2 separate regions of the Acanthopagrus latus genome follow, and region 2 is linked to region 1. A link is a contact called in public Hi-C data. All regions are on one chromosome and are shown on one strand. The core of a region is the stretch at or near the end of the contact, and the rest is flanking DNA. Distances in the headings are between cores, read along the strand shown. Region 1 holds the start of bspry (B box and SPRY domain-containing protein). Region 2 holds the start of ass1 (argininosuccinate synthase).

The links. Hi-C and Micro-C count contacts between places; a contact is called where the count stands out from the background.
Region 2: a contact with region 1 is called in a Hi-C map of muscle, with 2.4 times the contacts expected there. The contact joins the promoter of ass1 here to the promoter of bspry in region 1. A contact is called at or near these places in 2 of 4 Hi-C or Micro-C datasets (liver and muscle).

The regions. Positions count from the first base shown.
Region 1 is chr12:15,534,244-15,537,490 of fAcaLat1.1, forward strand. bspry (B box and SPRY domain-containing protein) reads left to right here and starts at 1,764. Exons shown (of 7, transcript XM_037117232.1): 1 at 1,764-1,790; 2 at 1,884-2,384. The coding sequence starts at 1,779.
Region 2 is chr12:15,664,198-15,667,823 of fAcaLat1.1, forward strand. ass1 (argininosuccinate synthase) reads right to left here and starts at 2,339. Exons shown (of 17, transcript XR_005078105.1): 1 at 2,192-2,339; 2 at 323-471.

The DNA.
Region 1 (3,247 bases), core at 514-3,013:
TTTAAGCTCAGTTTAAAAGGGGGTAGGGTAGAAAGTGATGTAAAGAGGATACAGAGCCTTTTACTTTTCCTTTGTTTTAAAACCTCTTGTACTGATTTTACCCATCAGGATGCTTTTAATATTGGCATCTGCAGGTAAAAGCTGAGCACATAGGGTAAAAGGTACTTAATTAACAATTACAACAATGTCACATGGGCACATTAAAGGGAAAAAATGAAGTTGTCTTCCAGTAACATGATAATATCAAGTCACCAGCAAAACTTAACATCAATTAATTCTTTCCAATTTCTCAGGTTATGTAACAGGGTTAGACCATCTTTCATGATGTATATACAGTCTCCTCATCCAGACAATGGGCGTTTCTAAATTGCTAAACAGAGCTGTGTCTGAGGTGTGGCTGTATCGCTGATCCCTCATGTGACGAAACTATTTACCTATTCCACCCTGGAAAATGTAATTACACTCTTCCACAGTTTTGTCACAACAGTATCTAGGAAACATACATGAAATCCAAGTGAAAATACCTTGACTACAATAATAATAATAATAATAATAATAATAATAATAATAATAATAATAATAATAATAATAATAATGATAATAATTAGTTATTCATTTTACAAAGTTCTGTTGTCTAAAGTGTGATCGTAAACTAACTCAAGAAGGAATGGTAGTGTTTTGTCGGATGTGATCTATAACAAAGAAGCACAATTAATCACATCAATTTCATTATCGTGTTGTTTTGCATACAGGTAGCATATCATGATAAACAGCCATCATCAGATTCTCACACTTATTACCGTTTACGAACGATTTAAATCATATCATCAAGACTTATTTCACAGTAAAAGTTTGTCAGTCTCTTTACATTTGCAGTTGAGGAGTTAGAGATGAAAATAATTTGTTCTGAAATGGTAATAAATCAAATGATAGGACTGTTTTCCACTCACAAATTCAAGTTGACTGGGTCTTATATTAAAAAACCTGTACAAAGTTGTTGTTGTAATGTTGCGTGTGACTGTGAAATTAAAGCCAGACCACCTTGTTTGGAAGTTTAGAGTTTAGCAGTTCACTACATTTATGTGCTCATTGAATGTTTTCACAACCTTCACGAGCAAATTAGTGCCCGATCGATATATCGATAAATATATCAACCACAAATACATGTGGGTGGTGAGAAAGGTGAGTTTGAAGACTTAAAAGATGGTCAGTTGGGTTAAACAAGCACAGGACTTTCATCTAGTAGACGGCTGTTCATATCCAATGTGAAACAAGAGGGCAGCAGTACTTGTTATCATAGTAATGTCACATATGTAACATAACGGTACTTAACTAAAGTTACGTAGTGATTTTTACCGAAACCATGATATTTTCCTAAACCTAACCAACTCTTTGTGTTGCCTGAATAGATCCAAACAGTAACTGCAAGATTAAGATCCTGTAAGCAGCAACGGCAGTGTCGTATGTCATCTGTGGGAATTGCCGTCGAGGGACCTATTCGGTCGTGTAGGTATAAGAATGTTTTGCTTGAGGGGTCCTTGCAAAAAAGGTGCCCCAAGACATACATTACAGATGTAAATATGAATACATTTACTTTGGATACTTACATGTATTACCAGGAACTTCAGGTACTAGTGTCTACCTTAGGTCACAGCTGGAAACTGGCCAAAAAGACGAAGGAAAACAACTTGTAACGTCATTAAATAACTTGATATCTCAGGCTGTCGTGAGGCCCTGAACGCACCAGAGTAGAGGCTCTACCTGCTTGTGACTGACACATGCTCGAAAACGTAAGAGGCCGTTAACAGCTGACGCCCAAACCACACAAGTGAAAACCAGCAGAGCAGAAAACTTTTTTTTTTTTTTTTTTTTTCCCTTTCCAGTCAGGGCTGACCTCTGGTGTCCGCCTCACTTCCGTGTTCCGCTCACCTGTTACACCTGTATTACTGCGCTGTGCTGTAGGTGCGTCTCCTGCTCGGCCGGTGCACCTGCTGCGTTTTTACTGTGCCATGACGGAGGAGCTCACAACGTGCGATCTAACATGCCCGTCCTCGCCTTATGCCACCGAGGGCACCTCTTTAACAAAACCCTCGGGGATGGACGGTGAGCAGCCCATTTTCTCCGTGTTGAAGGGACAGGGGGAGGAGGCGGACACCGACGCGTCGACCTCCCCCGGCGGCGCGACCACCACCAACAACACCAACACCACCGACGCCGAGTCCGGGATCTTCTCCGCGGAGGGCGAGCTGTGCGTGGAGCATGACTCAGAGCTGGACTGGTTCTGTGGGACCGAGCAGAAACTCATCTGCTCCCACTGCGCCATCGTGGGCTCCTGCCACGGACACACCGTGACCCCTCTGGCCGCCAGAGTAACCGCAGTCAGGGTGAGTGTTCATACACCTGCTGTGTCCGTGTTTCTCCTGTTTATACTGTGTTGACTGGACTATGGCATTATGCTGGTGTTTTGTTTTTTGTTTTTTTTTAAACTTTAAAAATAAAGTCTTGAAGTTACATATTTCATTATGTGGACACCTGCAGGAGGTTACTTTCACTTCGTGTGAATGGGGTTGCCATCTTACTTCCTAATGTGTGCTCTGTGCAGTTTAAGAGAAGAAATCCAAACTCAGATTGGTAATATTTACAATATTAATGAGGCAATAAAACAAACTCAGGCAAAATATGATGAATAAACAAGCTGTTCTCAGAGGAAAGTAACTTTTGAGGCTAGAAAGGTGGCAGGGTCCGCCAAATATAAACAAAGTAAAGCAGTATTAAACTGTGCTGTCCTTTAAGGTTAGTTTGTTTATTCAGTTGTAAAAAAACAAACAAAAAAAAACAAGAGAGTTTGTTTATTTAGTTTATTTAGGCAATGAGTACATTTCCCCTCTGATTAAAATTTCTTCACTGCACCTTTAAGATGTATGTTTTCACTTATTTGACCTAATTTACATGAAAAATATTTCCCTCTTACTTTGCCTTTGAGCCTCTATGACAAAAAGAAAATATGTATTTTTCCCGTTTATCAGCAACTTTGTAGATAATGGAAGCTGATAATGTGTGGAAAGTGTTTCTGAGTTTGACAGAGCGATGAGTGCACTTCATAATTCGTCCCTGGGTGTGCCATGTGTCGTTTTTTGTTTTTTTTCTCGCTGCTCATTTGTGTGGTATTTGAAGAGACAGGATTTTCTTGTTGCGTCTCCAGCTGATGATACTCATGTGCTATTTTCTAAAACCACAGCGTGTGTGT
Region 2 (3,626 bases), core at 1,089-3,588, 130 kb after region 1:
CATTGGACTGCATAACGACTGAATAAAAGGTTAGAAAACAAGAAAATCTGCCTGCTGTGCAGTTCTAAACTGCCACTGGGCAAAAAGTAAATCCTCCGGTTTGCGTTGCCATTATGATGCCAAATCCAGTTGTAATGAGTTAACCAGCACTGTAGCACCAACAGGTTTGTTCAGGACAGTCAATGAGAAACTCCTACATGCCTGCAGGACAAACTGTGTCAGCTGTCTGCAAACAGCAAGTTGAAAACCTAAAGCGATACAGAACATGCAAACACAGCTGGTGGTAACACCTGTTGCACACACTCTGGTCTCTGAACCTTACCAAGAACGCAATGACATCGTAGCCCTGTTCCTTCAGCCAAACCAAAATGCAGGATGTGTCCAGTCCACCGCTGTACGCCAGAACCACTGTACCTTTAGACATGATGAGGGCTGTTCAATCCAACAGGTAGAGAAGCTGTGGTGCGGCAGCTGAGAAGAAACAGCAGGGAGTCAAGTATATCAGTCTTAGTCTAGCTTGAGAGTAAATGTAATAATGTTACTTGAGCGTAACGGGGAGTTAAAATAACCTCATGTAACATAATACCTTAAACAACATATGTCTCTTGGTCCTATGTGTCCTCGGTTATCAAATAACGGCTTCGTTTATCGTCAAAGTCGCACAGTTCCAAGACGGAACCTTGGGCAGCACGTAATTAAAAATTTGGTGATTTCACCTTAGGCTCTGGGAATTTGGTAATTTTCACTATTTTCTGACATTTTAGAAACTAAGGGGTTTAGATGACTGGGAGGCACTTTAATCAATGAAGCAAATACTAATTAGCTGGAGCCCTGGTCCTGGGACTGAGGTAAGATTGTTTAACGTGCTTAACAGTAAAGCTGGGCAGTACATCAAAAATGTTATCATTATTGTGATACGAGACAATATGTGGTGTTAGAGTTTGGATATCATTATATTGTGATGTGGCACAACTGTTGTCAACTGCTGCATTACATCAAAGACCCTTTTTTTAAAATCACCAGACTGCTCTACTTGATATGTTAATACTTCATTAGTTATTATTTACACATTATTGATTATCATTGATTGCTCTTAGTCAAATTCATCTTATTTATCTGTTTGTTTTGTCTGCTTTTTGTCAAATGAATAGCATTGCTCACACAAATGTAGTGAGGTGGAGAGAGAGTCTGGGTAACCATGAATGTCTGCTGTTTCACCATGGTTTTGCAGAGCAGCAACAAATCAATGAGTAGCAGCCGAACCATGGATCACGCTAGCTAGTTAACTGTTAATGCAGCTTTTCCTTCACTTTTCCATAAATGAAAAAACAAGCTGATCTCAGAGGAGAATAAGGCCCCCAGGACACTGTCTGAAGCTAGCAATGTGGCAGGGTCCACCACATATAAACAAAGTTAAACAGTATGAAATTGTACTGTTCTTTAGTCTCATAAAGAAGTTTGCTTATTCAGTTTTTAAGAAGCCATTCAAAAAAAAAAAAGACTTTCTTTCTGCCCCACAACTACAGAGTACTCCTTTAAATGTTACAGATTAACCAATATTAATAAGTTCCCAACCATTGCACCATCGCTTTGACAGCACCATTTTGTCATAAAAAAACATCCTAACCATCCTTTTTTTAAAGTTTCAGCCACATGTGCAGAGGATCATGATGCAATCTTTACAGGTGGTTTCCCGCTTCCTTGAATGTAGCTACCTTTCCATTATCGTTTCTGTGGTTTTGACACGCAGGAGGTGTTGAAGTTATATGCGTCATCTTTAAAAACATGTTCGCAATGTGTAATTTTTTTTTCTTTCACGTCCATCCACGTGGGTGAAAACAGGATTTGGGGAGGGGGTACATTTTAAATGGACATTAACGGCGACGCCTCTCATTATGATGAGTTAAATCTCTGCATCTGTTTCTCCCGTGTTTTAACAAACTGTCTGACTGTGGCAGCAACAGGGTATACACGAATTAGCTTAACAGACACACACTGTTGTCTTTTCTCTGTTAGCTAGCTTTTTTTCTTCGGAGAGAGGAAAAAAAAACCAACAACAACGCATTTTGTCAGTTGAAGCGACGAACCGGTTCTACCTGAAGATGAAAGCGGCGAAAGGCAATGTCGTGACCGAGAGACAGACAAAACCTTTAAGTGACACTTCAAATCGTAGAGCTGTGGTAGTACTTACGTGAGCGATAAACAAACCGCCGATTTGTGGAGAGACGCTGTCGCCGTGTGAGCAGTGAAGGGGCTCTGAGACCAACCGCTGCTTATATGTGATTGGTCCAACCTCTCATTGCGTCATCCACTGCGCTCACATCGTGTATCACTCATGATGAAAGATGCTCCTGAGTTGCATTAGGGAAATTACAATTACAACATTGTTTTAGAGTTCAGGATATTTTAGTCTCTACTGTTTCAGTTCATTCACTGTTTTAGTGTCTCAAGCCTGTAAGCAGTGGTGGAAGAGGTATTCATTCATTCCTGCATTCATATGTTGAAATTACACAAGTATTAAAATTACTTACTTGGAATCAAAAGTAAAAGTACTCATTCTGCTTGAAAGGGTCACCTTTACTGCTACACACAATGTAACCAGTAATGAAAACAATCAGCCATTGTAATTTTCCAGAAAATGGGTGGCCTACATTTAACATCATATACTTTGAAACTTTCACTCAAGTAATATTCGTAGAGGTGAGATTCATTCTTACTAAAGTAATTTTTTCGTACTTTTCTTTTACCCAGGTATGCATTCAATTTATCATCAGCAGAATAAATTCATAGAATCAGAAGTAAAAGCACTCATTCTTCTAGATCCCCTTAACTGAATAATGGAAAAATTAGCTCAGTTAATTCAACTACTAAACTAATCATCAAACAGCCAGCAGAACGGTCATCAAAACTAGATAGATTTAAAGTAACAGATTTTTTACTTTTGGTACTTTTAAAGCTAATATTGATGTATTTTAATAAAAGTAAGTATTTTGAATGCAGAACATCCAAACAGAGTATTTTTTTTTTTTTAATTTAAAAAAATGTAACCTTGTTCAATGAATTAAAAGATCTGAGTACTTTTTCACCATCTCTCACTATATATTTCATTATCAGATTTAAATGGAGCTATTTTCAACTACTTAGTATATGTTACTACTACAGTAATGAAAGGTACAACGGTGTGTACCTTTCGGTGGGAAAAGCTCAGATGGAAAAAAAAAAACATTTTTATAATAACATGCTAAAATAGCCCAACCAAAAGGGCAAAAGGACAGGTGCTCAAGTATGTAGGTGGCACATTTGTTTGAGGGAGTATGAAGCATTGTAAGTGTAAAAAAAGCCATCAAATGGGATTTAGAAGTTGAGTAAAACTCACAATTCTTTTTAGTGGTGGAGCATTTTGACTGGAGTTTGTCATGGAAGATTTTAACAAGTCAAAAGGTAAAGTATGTTAATCATAGTGTAAGCGGATGACCTGCATTGCTTCACTAATGACTGGGTGCTAAACTGCATTGCTTGAATAATGTCTGCCAGCTAAACTGCACTGAGGAAAGTCTGAAAGCTAAACTGCATTGCTTCACTTCACATCTTTTTCCCTGTTTCTTTAGAAATGCAAATCCCCTGAC